2 separate regions of the Sus scrofa genome follow, and region 2 is linked to region 1. A link is a contact called in public promoter capture Hi-C data. All regions are on one chromosome and are shown on one strand. Each heading gives the region's core, a stretch centred on a gene start, on an enhancer-like site or on the middle of the called end of the contact. The rest is flanking DNA. Distances are from core to core; before and after follow the strand shown. Region 1 holds the start of LOC100626015 (nodal modulator 1). Region 2 holds the start of PARN (poly(A)-specific ribonuclease PARN).

What was found. Promoter capture Hi-C pulls out the DNA fragments that hold promoters and counts their contacts.
Region 2: a contact with region 1 is called in a promoter capture Hi-C map of liver, with 2.6 times the contacts expected there. The contact joins the promoter of PARN here to the promoter of LOC100626015 in region 1. A contact is called at or near these places in 1 of 5 promoter capture datasets (liver) and 1 of 47 Hi-C or Micro-C datasets (heart right ventricle).

The regions. Positions count from the first base shown.
Region 1 is chr3:28,256,781-28,261,043 of Sscrofa11.1, reverse strand. It overlaps LOC100626015 (nodal modulator 1), which reads left to right and starts at 2,983. Exons shown (of 31, transcript XM_021086558.1): 1 at 2,983-3,296. The coding sequence starts at 3,132. It overlaps ABCC6 (multidrug resistance-associated protein 6), which reads right to left and starts at 109. Exons shown (of 33, transcript XM_021086559.1): 1 at 25-109.
Region 2 is chr3:28,614,681-28,618,682 of Sscrofa11.1, reverse strand. It overlaps PARN (poly(A)-specific ribonuclease PARN), which reads right to left and starts at 1,875. Exons shown (of 24, transcript XM_021086564.1): 1 at 1,724-1,875; 2 at 1,023-1,100.

The DNA of each region.
Region 1 (4,263 bases), core at 1,734-4,233:
GCCCCAGAAAATACAGTGACATACCTGAATAATCCCCCTTCCCCCTGCAAGAAATGTCATCCCAAACTTCCCGAATACCGTGGACCAGCAATTCCAGGAATTTATTCTGATAAATGAACCCAACAGGTGCGCACATGCTCAGGGTCCCACAGCTGGTGTGGAAGATGGGGCGGTGGGGGGGGGGGACGACCAGGCTAAGGTTAGAGCTGCAGTCTCTTCACCTGCGGGATGGACATTGTCTGGCTCTAGGGTGGTGGGAAGATTTTAAAAAGATTACTAATAAAGCACTAACACAGTGAGTGCCAGGCACACAGATGTTGCCTATTATTAATTAGTATGATTATTTCACACCAGGTTACCAAGCAGTGGTCCAAAGGGCCATTGCAGAAATATATTAATGTGGAAAGACGATTTCTAAATGCTAAGTGAAAAAAAAAAAGAGATTATGATACAACAGAGTCTATGGAATTTTTGCAGAGAAAAGTCTGTGCTTAAGTTGGGAAAAGGGGGGAAGAAAGTCAAGTCATTTACCTTCTTCTTCTGGGTCTTAAAGCAAGGTGTGTCCCCAGCCATGAGTTTTGTTTGTTTGTTTGTTTTGGTTTTTTTGGAAATGACTCTATGTAACATATATGCATAGATAAAGAGAAGGAAATCTCCTAAAGCAGTCATCATGGGAATCCTCGTTTTCTTTTCTTTCCCCTTTCCTTCCCTTTTCTTTCCTTCTGCAACGAGCATGGAGCATGTATTCATTTCAAGATAAGAATGAAAGAGCTTTTTTCAGACAGACGAGCACAGGTGCTCAGCTGGCGTGAAGAATGCAAACCTGCTGTGCTCTCCAGGCTGCCCGGTTGATGTCTCTGGGCTCTAACAGAGTGGACTCCCCGGCTTGTTTACCCTTTTCTTTCTGAGTTGTCCCAACCCTGGTCTGCTTTCAGCTGTCCTCCTACTTGGATCTTCTGGAAGAGCAGGGACACAAAATGTCCAAGGATTTGTCTTGAAGCTGAGTGTGGCAGGTCTGCTGTTTACATTCCGATAGCGTCCGCTTCTTTGAGGTGGTTTTGGTGGCGGCTGATGGAAATTATGGGGAGGCTTGAGCCCCCTCTTCCTACAACCCTCACTCCAATCAGCACTGCCATGGTCCTGATGTTTATTCCTTTGTAAACATCAGGAGCTTGAGGAGCTCCTGTTGTGGCTCAGCAGAAACGAATCTGACTAGCATCCACGAGGATGCAGATTTGATCCCTGGCCTTGCTCAGTGGGTTAAGGGTCTGTGGTTTAGGTCACAGGCTCGGCTCAGATCCCGCGTTCCTGTGACTGTGGCGTAGGCTGGCAGCTACAGCTCTGATTTGACCCCTAGCCTGGGAACCTCCATATGCCATGCATAGGGCCGTAAAAAGACAAAAAAAAAAAAAAAAAAAAAAAAAAAAAAAAAAAAAAAGACAAACTTGAGGGGAATGGCGAAAGTTTGAGGGGGAATGGTCAGGAAGGCAGGAAGAACACAGAGGAAATCAGGTGAGCCAGGAACAGAACTCAGGCATCCTAAAGCCTACTGTCCAGCTCTCTGAATAGTACATGGCTGCGTGCAGAGCCCTAGGCAAGTTTCTTTCCCTCTCTCGGCCTCATTTGCCCATTCCGTAAGATAAGACGATTCCATATGCCAACATTTTCTAATTGATGGCTTTCAACTCCCTGATGACTTGCTAAGACAAACCAGGGATTTATGTTAGATAAAGGGGATCTGTATTAATTGTAATTATAAGTAATGAACCTCAAAAAATAGAACAATTATTACTATTTTTTTTATGGCCACACCTGTGGCATATAGAAGTTCCCAGCTAGGGGTCGAATTGAAGCCACAGCTGAGGTCTATACCACAGCCACAGCAACGTCAGATCCAAGCAGCATCTGTGACCTACAGTGCAATGCTGGATCCCCAACCCACTGAGCAAGGCCAAGGATCAGACCTGCACCCTCGTGGACACTATGTCGGGTTCCCGACCCGCTGAGCCACAACAGGAACTCCTAAAACAATTATTTAAAGGCTTCTCTTTATGATTGAACAGTTGAGTCTCACTGTGTTTGGAGTGAGAATACAGAGTGAGAAACAGAAAGCAGATGTGCTCATGGTTGAGATTCTCAGTAGATGTTTCATGCCATGTAGCCGCTGTGAAGGTTTTGACCATTGTGTAGTTTAAAATCATTGTGATTCACTGTTGTATGTTGCTTAACTCTTGGCCACAATGGCAAATTCCAGTGAGAAATCTTCTCTCTTACCTCATCCTTTAGAAACAAAGTATAAGAACTATCAAAATAAAACATTTTCTTTTTTTTAAGGAGTTGAAATGGAAGAATTTCAAATTTCAAAGGTCAGGAGAGCATTTTTTTTTTGATCTTTTGATGTGGTGACTTACGGTTTAATTCATCTACATTATGGTATACATTCAGTCTTGGGACAAAAAAACAACATGCTGATTTTTGAACTTATTTTCAGACAAGTCGTGTATCAGCTAATTCAGAGTAATTCAAATTGCATGCACCCCCCCCGGGGGGGGCCCTCAAAATTTGTATCTATACAAATGTTACTAGAACTGAGATTAAATAAAATTTAAGTACCTTTTAAAATAGTATGCTGAACTTAAATGATCTTTGTTTTTCTTAAAAAAAAAACCCATCCTAGTCGGTCATTTATCATGGAAAAATGTACCAATTTACACAAATTCCTAAAAGGGGTTTGAGATGATACATCGCTTGGAAATTTATGGGCCAAAAGGATTTAGGAAACTTGTTGGATACTTTGGTTAACAGTCTCTTATTCTTTCTAGTTTCAGTGCTACTGAATTCCAAAGTAGGATTCAACTTTGTACTTTATGCCTGCACACACACCTTGCGATTGCACCTGCCAGACAACGCGCGGAGTCCTCCAGCCTTCAGAGGGCACAAATGATCGCCTTTTGTTGCGGAGCATGCGCTGTAGTTCTCTTTCCTGGGGGCGTGGGCGTGGGATCGGATTGCGCACGCGCGGCGGTGGCGGGGCGGGTACTGGGCTGTCAGGAGTCCGCGGAGGAGGAAGCGGTGGGCAGCGTGCGTTGTAAGGGGCGGGACCGCGAGGCCTGCGGTGGATCTGCCGGGCTATGGGGGGTTGCCGGGGCGTGCGGCCGCCTGGGCCGGTGGTGGTGGCCGCCACCGTGATGGTGCTGCTGAGCTGCGTGGGGCCGGCGCGCGGCTCCGAGGACATCGTGGTGGGCTGCGGGGGCTTCGTCAAGTCGGACGTGGAAATCAACTACTCGCTCATCGAGGTGAGCGCCCGCGCCGTGGCCCGGAGCTCGCTGTGTGACCCGGGGCCAATCGCTTAACCTCTCTGAGCTGCGGTGGCCTCGCCTCTGAGGCCAGGCGGTTGCTACCAGCCCCCCATTCTGAGTTCTTTCTTTAGATGCGCCTCTTTCCAAGGTTCTTCACTATCTTCTCTCCTTTCGCGCTAAAGTGGAGGTTCTTATCTTGAGATCCGCTCCAGAGTGGGGGCGGGGGCGAAGCCCTGAAGGTCTGTGCGCGTGGGTTTGAGGGACATTTTTGATGAAGATGATGGTGGTTCATAACTTGTATCAGGTCACGCAAAACTAAAGCAGCCTCGAAATCAAGACCCTAGATTCTCAACACCCGAACTCCAGATCCCCAGAATCCAGGCCCCAGATCTCTTAAAATCCAGTCTCAGCAAGACCCAGATCTCCTCGGAGCCCAGACTCCAGATCCCCTAGAACCTATACCCCAGACCCTTAACCCCCCTGAACCCAGACTCCCTGAGATTCGGATTTCCTGAAACCTATATTCCAGAGCCTAGAGTCTTATCCCCACAACACAGTCCTGCCAAAGTTCCAACCCCCTGGGAAGCTTTTAAAGCGCATGGATTCCCATCCCAGAGATCATGACCCAGTAGGTCTCTATCTGCATCTCTGGGCTGAGAAACTGTGTTTTTAATCTCTTTAGTTTCCCCCGTGGGATCTGTTTTCCTCTGAAAATGGAGAGTTGTCAGCTGCCCTCATTTCCTTACTGAGCAGTTATGGAAATCACACTAGAGATTTGTGTCAAAGTCTATTTATTAGGTTGAAAAGCTCCATGATTATTAGCCCAGTGGAATTAGAACCCAGAAAGCTTTGTGAAGAGGAAGGGAATAGATGGAGGCAGATGAGAAGGGACCTGAAGGAGGGCTGGCTTCTGTTTCAGGAGGGGCCTGAACCTGGGGCAGAAGAAGGGAATTTGAGAAAGAAA
Region 2 (4,002 bases), core at 626-3,125, 360 kb before region 1:
TGGCGCAGTGGTTAACAAATCCGACTAGGAACCATGAGGTTGCGGGTTCGACCCCTGCCCTTGCTCAGTGGGTCAAGGTTCCAGCACTGCCGGGAGCTGTGGTGTAGGTTGCAGACGCAGCTCGGATCCCACGTGCTGTGGCTCTGGCGTAGGCCGGTGGCTACATCTCCGATTAGACCTCTAGCCTGGGAACCTCCATTCGCCGTGGGAGCGGCCCCAAAGAAATAGCAAAAGATTAAAAAAAAAAACTAAAATAATAAAAAAAAAAGTCTTTGATGCAAAAAAAAGAAAAAGAAAAAACCCCTGCAATTATAACCGTTAGTAAAGTATTAGAACACATGTACACCTGTGACAAGGCAGGCAATGAACACTCCCACTAATGCCTAGAGGAACACCCTCAATTCATCTGCATAAGTCTGACCCTAAAGTCAGTCACAAAGGACAAATATTGTATGATTCCACTTACAGGAAACACCTAGAGCAGTCAAATTCAGAGAGACAGAAACAGTGGTTACCAGAGGCAGAGGGGAGGGAGGAATTGGGAAGTATTGTTTAATGGGTAGAGTGTTTCAGTTCTGGAAGATGAAAAAGTTCTGGAGATGAAGTAGAGATGAATGCACAACAATGTGAATCACTTAATGCCAATGAGCTGTAAAACCACTTAAAAATGGTGAAAACGATGCATTTTATGTTATGTGTATTTCACCACCCACACACACACTGATCCTAATCCTCAAACTCTGCCCCAAGCACAGGTCCAACTGTTTCTAAACTGCACCAAAACCATAATCTCTATCTGCAACCCTTAGCGCTCCAACAATCACAAAACCAATCACCAACTCCACTGCACGTCTTCCGTGCTTAAGAAACGTTCAAGAGGAAACGTGGAGACTCATGCGACTTGCCCAAGGCTACAAAGAGGGAGGAGCGGCCAGCAGACAGAAGTCAGGGGCAGGGAGGGCAGAAGGAGGCTTGGCTCTGCACTGCAAGGTGCCAGCCTCAAGCTTGCAAGCAAGGGATACCTGAAAACTCCCCATCGATGGCGAAGAAGTCCGCCTCCTCTATGGCCTGGTACACTTTGTGGAGGTTACTCTTAAAATCTGCGGAGAAACCAAGAAGAGGCTCAGAACCGGTGGCCTGGCTTCCTGCCCACGGGCTACTTTGAGTAGGAGGAAAGGAAGGCCCAGGAGCTCCTAAGGCTCCTCGGGCTGGAGGACAAGTCCTTAAGGGGTGCACAGACCGGAAGGAAATAAGCCCCGAGGGGTGCACGAGCCTGAGAGGGACAAGGCCCTGGGGGATAGGGGTGCCCGGGAAAGGAGGACAACAAAGCCGTTAGCGATGCAAGGGCCAGAGAGGAACAAGGCCCCAAGAGGCGCAAAAGGAGAGCAAACCCCTGAGGGGCTGCCTCTGCCCCAGGCCCCGCCAAGCACAGCGGCCGTGGTCCGGCCTAGCAGGGCGAGTAAGGGAGCCCGCGGGGACCCTCGGGGAGGTGCGCAGCGGACACGCACTGCTCCTGATTATCTCCATTCTGCAGAGTGGCCAGACCCTCGCCCCTCCCCGGCCCGCCTTGGCCGTTCCACTCGCAGAGTTCCGCTGCGACAGCGCAGGCAGCTGCGGCGGAGACCGCGGGGGCGACTTCCGGAAACAGCGCGCGCCGGCGCGCGTCACGTGCGTCTGCGTCATGGCGGGGGCGGGGCCAAGGCTGGGTTCCTTTCCTTCGCACCCGGGACACAGGAGGGGCGTGGCCATCGCGGTCATCCAAGGTGCCGTCTACTTGTGAGGACCGGACTTGGACCATTCCCTTTGGCAGAGTGGTTGACCTGACATCCAGTTGATGAGCAGATATTTCCGCAGTCCTGTTTTATGCGCGGCACCCTGAAAGGAGTGGGAATACTGTAATGAATGGAAAAGACAAGGTCCCCACCCAATTTAACTTGCGGGAAGAAGGGAAAGTCAGGCAGGACTCAAACTTGCCGCTTGGAAACACGAAGATCCCTGTGAAGAGAAAAAGGGTGCTGCAAAGTCACGTACAGAGGTGACGCGGAAAGCAAAGCTGAGACCTGTACTGACTGCACTAGCCCCGGGAATACTACGGCTAGCAAAACAGATGAGGTCTTGCCTAACGGAGTTTTATGTGGGTTTGAGGTTTGCCGTTGTTTCCCAGAGCCTACAACACTGCTGACACGTGTAGGTGTTCAGTAAACATAGGTGGAGGGGATGACTTCATCTTGGCCTTTCGCAAAAGCTTACTTCATCATAAAGTCGGTTAGACCTTTCAAAGTTTAGTTCTCCCATTTATTACATCTGGAGCTATTCAGCCTTACTCATCCTCGATTTCTTCATCCTCTAAAAAGGGTCAAGGATCAGTGGTGATAATGTATGTGAAGTGTAAAGCACTAAATAGACAGAGGTAAGATACGATTAGGGTTGTGACTTGCTGTCACAATTCCTGCATTCACACCTTACATTTGAGAGAAAGAATGAGTATGAACCACTTGTGCTTTTTGAAGAGAACCGTTTTCCTCCAAAAGGACATATTAAGTATCCTAAAGAACAAGACTCTGGCCATGTTTTCCCCACCAGGTGACACAAGTCGATCTTCCTCTCCTCACCAAAGGAAATTTGTGTATAGTTAATTACCCGCACTATTCTGACTATGAACAGCAGAGAGTAAATGAATTAGAGAGTTCAGATGGAATGGGAAGGTGAAAAAACAATATGACAAATAGTCTAGCCTCAAACTTGAAATGTTTCTCTTGGATGTGGAAAAAAGGGAACACGCCTACACTGTTGCTGGGACTGTAAATTGGTGCAGCCACTGAAAAACAGTATGGAGATTCCTCAAAATACTAAAAACAGAGTTGCCATATGACCCAGAAATCCTGAACACATACCCAGACAAAACTGTAATTCAAAAAGACACTATTGCACTGCAGCACTCCTTACAATAGCCAAGACATGGAAACAACCTGAATGTCCATCCACGGATGAATGGATAAAGAAGACGTGGGATGGAGATGCAATGAAATACTACTCCACTGCTAAAAGAAAAAAAAGAAAAAGAATGAAATAATGCCATCTGCAGCAATATGGATGGACCTAGAGATTATCATACTAAGCAAAGTAAGTCAGAAAGAGGAAGACAAATACCATATGATATCACATCCACATACAATGTGGAATCTCATATAACACAAGTTAAATATCTACAACACAAGAATAGACTTAACAGATACAGAGAACAGATTTGTGGTTGCCAAGGGGGAGGGAGTGTGGGGGAGGGTAGGAGTGGGATTTTGGGATTCAAAGAGGCAAACTATTATATATAGGATGGATAGACACAGTCCTACTGTATAACACAGGGAACTATATTCAAGAGCCTGTGATAAACCGTAACGGAAAAGAATATGAAAAAGAATATAGATATATATGTATAGCTGAGTCACTTTGCTATACAACAGAAATTAACACAATGTTGTAAATTAATTAATTTTTTCTTTTTCGGTCACCCCACAGCATGTGGAGTTCCTGGGCCAGGGATCAAATCTAAGCCATAGTTGTGATCTAAGCTGCAGCTGCAACAATGCCAGATATTTAACCCACTGCCAGGCTGGGGATGGAACCTGCTCCCAAACACCAACAATCCAATTGAATCACAGTGGGAACTCCTAAATTTTTTTTTTTTCTTTTTAGGGCCGTACCTGTGGCATATGGAAGTTCCCAGGCTAGGGGTCAAATCAGAGCTGCAACTGCCAACCTATGCCACAGCCACAGGCACATGGAATCCAAACCATGTCTGTGACCTTCACCACAGCTCACAGAAACACTGGATCCTCGAACCACTCACTGAGAGAGGCCAGGGATCGAACCCGTGTCCTCATGGATACTAGTCAGATTCAGTTCAACTGAGCCACAACAGGAACTCCCAGGACTGCTCAAAATTTTTTTTAAATAAAAGAAATAACTCTGCCTTCTGGCATCAGCTTTAGAAGTCCTAGATGG